Regions from separate parts of the Gasterosteus aculeatus genome. Here region 2 is linked to region 1. The links are chromatin contacts, called in public Hi-C maps. All regions are on one chromosome and are shown on one strand. Each heading gives the region's core, a stretch centred on a gene start, on an enhancer-like site or on the middle of the called end of the contact. The rest is flanking DNA. Distances are from core to core; before and after follow the strand shown. Region 1 has its middle 14 kb from the start of LOC120819375. Region 2 overlaps LOC120818874 (C-terminal-binding protein 2).

The links. Hi-C and Micro-C count contacts between places; a contact is called where the count stands out from the background.
Region 2: a contact with region 1 is called in a Hi-C map of skeletal muscle, with 2.0 times the contacts expected there. The contact joins two enhancer-like sites. A contact is called at or near these places in 3 of 6 Hi-C or Micro-C datasets (skeletal muscle, tail fin and whole body).

Annotation. Positions count from the first base shown.
Region 1 is chr5:11,332,459-11,335,640 of fGasAcu3.hap1.1, reverse strand. No RefSeq gene overlaps it. Among protein-coding and RNA genes, the nearest start is that of LOC120819375, 14 kb to the right of the region's middle. Within about 2 kb of position 1,905, at least 4 of the 9 cell types and tissues checked have open chromatin away from gene starts, as enhancers often do.
Region 2 is chr5:11,371,162-11,374,576 of fGasAcu3.hap1.1, reverse strand. All of the region lies in intron 1 of LOC120818874 (C-terminal-binding protein 2), which reads right to left. Among protein-coding and RNA genes, the nearest start is that of LOC120818874, 20 kb to the right of the region's middle. Within about 2 kb of position 1,571, at least 2 of the 9 cell types and tissues checked have open chromatin away from gene starts, as enhancers often do.

The DNA.
Region 1 (3,182 bases), core at 656-3,155:
GAGGCGATGGATGTCGATAGCTGAAATGCAGACCCGTTCCTTTCTTGTAAAGGCGGAGAGGATTGAAGATGCATTCGGTGAACAAACAATGGGTCTAATAGCCCAGATCAAATGTCTTTCTCCATTAATACGGCGCTCATCAAATGCGTGGCAACCATGCAGCAACAGCTTCGTGCTTTTTTGGCTCTCTTCCCCACCACATACATATTTGACAAAGACGATATTACACACGTGAGCGGAGGAGGGGAAACAAGAATTTCAAATGATGGACTTTGCATTTTTACACCAGGCTGGGGATTGCCACTTTGCATTTTTACACATGGAAGAGAATCCTACATTCTTCTAGTTTGTTTAATTGGATATGACCTCCGGAAGTGGGAGGGGTGGGGGGGGGAGGTCACCCTGCGGAATATTTACAGCCCTGGAAGGCAAACATGAGTCACATTGGAATCTCGCCGCTGTGCTTTACCTTGTCGTCCTCCCCTCATTATCACAGTAACCTTGTGATCTGGCCAATTTGCTATTCTTAACGATGCATGATGTTCCAAAAGTAATGTTAATCTGGAATGGGGAGATCCAGCTGCCAGGTATCAAAGTAGATGTTGGCTGCACACAAAGTCCTCCACTAGCCAGCCCCCCCCCCCCCCCCCCCCCCCCCCCCACAAAGCTCTCGGACATTCTCCATGCATAATTAGAGTCTGCAGAGAATATCAGAGATGTTTTTAAGATGTGGATTTTAAAGAAGTCTATCTTAATGTGGCACTATTGGGTTCTATGAAAAGGGGGGGGGCCTGTTGGAGCCGGGCCCAACTGATCTCTGTAATTAGATCCCTCAAATTTGGCATTTCGTACAGCGTCGACACGATTTATTTGCGCTGCGCTGCAATTTAATCTTAACAATCTCTACTTGAGAACCCTGTGATATCCACGTCGGCCGAACCAGAAGTCACGGCCAAACCAAAACGAACAGTAAGAAAGACCTACCCCCCCCCGCCCCCCCCCCCCGGGCCGCATTCCGGATCCGCCATGAATACGTCGCCAAAGCCGAGACAGTCAAGGAAAGGAAAGCATGAATACATTCTTTCCTCATTGTTCTCCCAGACAGGAGGATCATTGCTGGCTGGACACGAGCTCTGGCAGCACCGGCCTTCATTATTATGCAGCAGTCGACACAGGTTTAACAAAGAGGAATTTGTCTAGCATTTGTTTATCTGGAAGAACAGAGTCTGGCAGCAGCAGCAACAGCAGGCCAGGGTGGATAGACACTCAGTTGTGCGTTGGCGGTCGCTCACAACCCGGCCGACCCCCCCTCCCCTGTCAACTCTCTACCACCACCACCACCACCACCCTCTCAGCTCCCCACAGGTGCAAAGCTTTTTCCACCTCACACATCAAAGAGACGGCAGGAGAGTGAGAGACAGACGAACAGGGTGGCACGTAGTTTCGGCTTCAATTGTATCCCGCGTTCAAAAGAATGAATGGCTCGGTTTTATTCATTTTGGAGTACATTCCGACTTTCTTATTCACGGTGTGAAGTATTTGGAATTTGAAGGCCACATAGTCACATCCAGCCAACATAAGATTTGTGCCAGAGAAATACCTCATAAATGACTTTACTCGTTGAATCATGACCTGAACAAATTTGCTATTCAACGGCAAGATCTTTTGGTGAAAGATGTCTGCAGTGATCCACAGCGGGAGGTGAAATATCAGAGCACTTGTGGCAGCTCTGAGTTATCGACAGCTTCTTTTCCCTCCACGCAAGCTTTGTTGCAGGGAGAGGGTGGGGCTTTTGACTCGTCCTTGACCTTCCTGTGAACCAAATACATCAGGAGTCTGTTGCTGAGGAGATTAACATCATGCAACAAAGAGATGTCGCAGGGGCAAAAAAAACGAATGAAACAGGTTTTCCAAAGTACATGCAACACCAATCTGAAGCTGTCTGACAGGTTTGCCTGCGCACAGTTGAGCAGTGAACTGCAGATGCAGAATATGCATGAGCCTTGCATGCATCCAGGGACTGCTGTGAGTGCTGCACCCTTGTCTTATTACAGACAGCAGGCGCAGATGGTTAAAGGCAGGTGCTCGGTTGTAAAAAAATAAAAAGGAAAAGAAGAGGAAGAAAAAAAATAAAAAATAACGTGCAAGCACCTGGTCCCTCTGTTGCAGTCTGGGGCTGCTCTCGCAATGATTAGCTTTGTTAGTCCAACAGAGCGCAGCGAGGAACAGGACCAACAACTTCATTAGGGTGGAGCACACCAGCCCCTCTTTTGCTTTTGTCCTACACACACCCGCTTTTTCATTAGGAGCCACGGTGCTGCCACTATAAGAGAGCTATAACCTGATGCAGCAATACATTTAGACAAAGAGCAAAAAGGAAGACCCTCCCCCCTCCTTCCCCCATGTGCCGCTGACCTGACAAGCAAGAGTTTGTGGCGCTTTAATCTGCAGGTAGTGTGTGAAAGCTCTGCGCATCAAGCACCAGCCCCTGCTAGCAGCATTCCCAGGATGCTACTGGTGCACCTTCAAGGACGAGCAGAGGAAACGAGTGCTAATAGTGTGTTTGTATTGTCAGAGCTCATGTGCCCACAGATTTGCTTTATTCTTGGCCTCACTTCATCTGCCAGCCGACCATTGAATAATTGAAGGAATTATCAGGCTGGAGGATCCAAAGCCCTTTAGAAATGTGTCATGCCCCTGAGCAAAGCCGGCGGAAAAGGAAGAAAAAAACGGAAAGAGGGGCCTCCTAAATTGGGGTGTGTGTGTGTGTGCGGCCGCACATCACAACCCTGTAATGTTTCACCTACATACAAAGAAAACATAAGAAAGTTAAAACACAGCGGCTGATGATGCCACAAATGGCAAGCTTTGATTGGCATAATGTCAATAGCTCATAATAGCGGCAGCTCATGCATGTCAGATGAATTTATGATCCCCCCCCCAACACCCCCAAACGCTGCTCTCCTTTTTTGCTCTGCATCAGAATGGGTGTTTTTTGGGAGTAGCGAGATCTCACCGTGCAATTTGGCAAGCGTCCTTCATACAAAGAATGCGACTGACGCAACATTAATCTCCAAACAAAGACACTGGCACAACTACTCCGCAAACATCTCAGCGCCATGAGGTGGCAACGTCAGTCTGGATTTCTCACTGCTCCTTCACGAGCTGTTCCACTTTCCCCA
Region 2 (3,415 bases), core at 322-2,821, 39 kb before region 1:
ACGTAGGATTACATGGAAATAGTCTTTCGATTAAGATCTGTTTGAATTGCATTACGTAACCATAAATCCTTTTACTGTACAACAATCTTTTTCAGCCAATCCAACGTGTGTGTGTGTGTGTGTGTGTGTGTGTGCGCGTGTGTGTGGCGGCGATACAGAAACCGCACTCACACTGCCGGGATTCGATCAATCATCCGATGGATAGAACTCCAAAAAATATTTGGACAGCGTTACGTATTTTCGGGATAAACAGCCTCATTGTGCTGAGCGATGAAATCAGTCGGAGGCGGGACATTCATATCGGTGATGGACGGATGGTTAGAAAGATTACGATTATCTCACTGGTTATTTTTAGTAAGCTGACAAATTAGATCTCATTCGGGGGGAGGGGGGGGGGGGGGGGGGCTTTAGATGGAATCATTCAATGAGCTCTGAAGTGTGTAGTCCTCTTCCTCAGCTGAAGCTACAACCTCTTTGCTCGAGCTCACAAAGCGCTTGCTTTGAGATAGAGTTGGATAACTTCTGCAGACTTAATTTCCCTGAGGAGTTCGACGGGGGGAAGTTATCTGACAGGGTGCGGCAGGAGGAGAAAAAAAAAAGAAAGCAGAGCAGTATCCATCCCTCTTACAGCTGATTCCGATCAAAAGCCAAAGCTCTGCGAGTCTATTCGGACTAAAAGCAAGTAAACGAAAAGCAACCGTGTGACAATTAACACTTTCACCCTGAGGAGGCATCTCAATCCTCTCAATGTCCTTTAGAGGGTCTCAATGAAGTTGTTTACTACTAATATTGCAATCTATTATTACCCCTTTGTTATTTTCCTCCAAAAGGGCCCCGGCTTTCTTTCCACTCGAGCCCCACTTTGAACAATCGGGGGCCATTTTGTCCTTTTTCCTCCGGAGGTAAATCTGTCAGCGGCGGGCCAAAACAAAGCGAGGGGAAACAGGAAGGCGCAAAGCCTCTACTATTATTATCGCCTCGCAGGCCCAGATCCTCCGCACCTCAGACACGGGAGAGTGTGATTTCCATCAACCACACTGGGGCCTGTGACGGCGTGGGCAGGTGACAGCTTGACACGGTTATATTTAGCCCCCGGGGCGAGCGCCGCGTGCGAAGCGAATGCCGTCAAACTGCAGAATTGTTGCACCGGTGATGAAAATTGTGCGTCCTCGAAAAGTACCCGAAAGGAGGCAGTTGTTGTTGAATTCTAAGTTGCCGAGGCCCACCTCGCGCTATTTACATCCGATCAATCCGCTCGCGTTTCTCAAGAGTTCCAGAGGCCGAGGTTATCGGGGCGAGCTGCAGCCAGAGCTGGAAACAACTTCCAAGTGCAGGACAAAAAAAAAAAGCCTGCGGCGTGCCGGGAAGGGCAGGCCGAGCCCGCCCGTTGTGAGGGGGGGGGGAGGGGGTTGAGACGGGCTGTCTGAGCCGACACCGAGGCGGCTCTTACCAGGGTCCTTCCAGGAAGAGCCAGCGTGATTCAAAGCTTCCTGGTACCAGGAGAACGAGGCGCTTCCCCCCCACCAGAACACACTCACACACACACACAGAGAGAGTCCGGCCAACTCCGAACGGTGCTTGGGCTTACTTTGGGAAGGGGCCAAGTCAAACAATGAGTTGATAAAGTCCAGAGCAGAGCGGTGGGAGGAAGCCGGAGAAAGAGCACGAGGTTCGTCCAGCGCCGTGTGAGGAAAGGGGATTCACCGCGGCCAGCAACGCTTCAATGGGACCAGATTTACCTGGTTTACGCCAAGCCGGTCCTATCGGCGACCATGGCGTCCCGTCACGGAAGGGGATTCCTGAGGTCTGGTCTGCACGATAAAGAAGTCAGACGGAGTTTGGATGAAAAAATAAAAAAAAGAGCGCTGATTGATTCATTGAACTGGGTAATAAAAGCAACCAGTTCTCAGCCCGTTGTTCTGGCTCAACTTTGACCTTCCTTGCTATGCACGGTTTGGTACCGACTTTAAACGCGCCGCGTGGGTTATCGGCCCAGTTTCAACGGCTACATGTTGGAAAACTGCAGCCAATAACTCACTTTACCGGAGGCCCCTCTGATGGGCTCTCAACAAAAGGTTGGCCTCTCTCGCTCTCCCTCTTCACCACATCCTATCATCTCAGGCCCTCCCGATGCGCCGCGCTGCCAGGGAATACGACCGACACACACAGACACGCACATATGTATTAACGCACAAGCACACGGCTCAGTCAATTAGTCGCGGCCCAACCTTCCAGCTGAGAGATAAATGGTGTGGAGTCTCGGCAGGCTTTTTTGTGCGAAGCTGCGCTCCTTGTCCGCCGTATGTAGAACAGCTCTCTGGAGGAACGCTGGCCCCTCCGCCGCGAGGAGACGAGGCTGAGGAGGGGGCTCCAAGTGCTCAGGATCACATTAAAATATGACCACAAGGACCCCCGGCTCCCTAATCAGAGGTGGTTTGAGTAGAAAGAGGAGGAGCTAGGGCGGGGAGCGGCGCTCGGCATTCCAGGTCACTCCACTTTTAACCGCCCCGTTGTAACCTGTCCACTGAAGAAGAGCCAAAATAAGCTGGATGCTCTCAGGGGGGGCAGGAACCGACTGCAAATGGGCGTCCGCAGTGAGGCAGCTCTGGACATCTTTTCCTCGGCGTGTGAACCACCAGGAAAAGGGGCCAGTTTCCTTTTTCAACACCACACAATCACGCCACCACGCTGACAGACAGAGCAGACGTATATTAACGTCTCCCAAAAGCTCATCCACACAAAATATCAATTTCCCGGGTGTGAAAAATGCCAATTCAGTGCAGGCGGGAGGGGGTTTTTAATAGGAGGAGGTCGAGGCTAAAAACCTCACCTCCTTAGGTGTAGTGAATCAAGCGGGTGAGCGACGACACAACGTCCTTTTAACACCTGACACGCCAGGTAACACGCGTCTACCCCCACTGCCTCCTGTTGACATGTGTGTGTATCGTACAAGGCTCCTCACTAACTTTACACGAGATGTCACTCCCAGCGCACACACACACACACACACACACGCACAAACACACACACACACCTTTAAATCAGCCTCTGATGCCAGCAGGGCGGGCAGACGCAGGTGTGTTTATGTGAGCGCAGGTCCTTCCTTTGACATCAAGACGAGGAAAAACACACACACAGCTAGGTGAAGCCTTACAGGGTGGGTCTGGCGGATTAACCGCGGAGTAAAAGTGCTGATGAGGAAAAACAGCTATTCATCACCGCGGCACAGGATCAAACTCACGCACCTCTGAAATGAGTCATCGCGCGGCGCCGCTACTTAGCTCTCCTCCCCTAAAATGAAGGTTGTCTCCTCAACGCTGAATTGGACGGAATCTGTTCATAAGCATTTAACAAGTGGAGGTTTTTTTTCTCCTCTGTGAGCCTTTTTTTTGTTTTTGTTGTTGTGGAGATCATC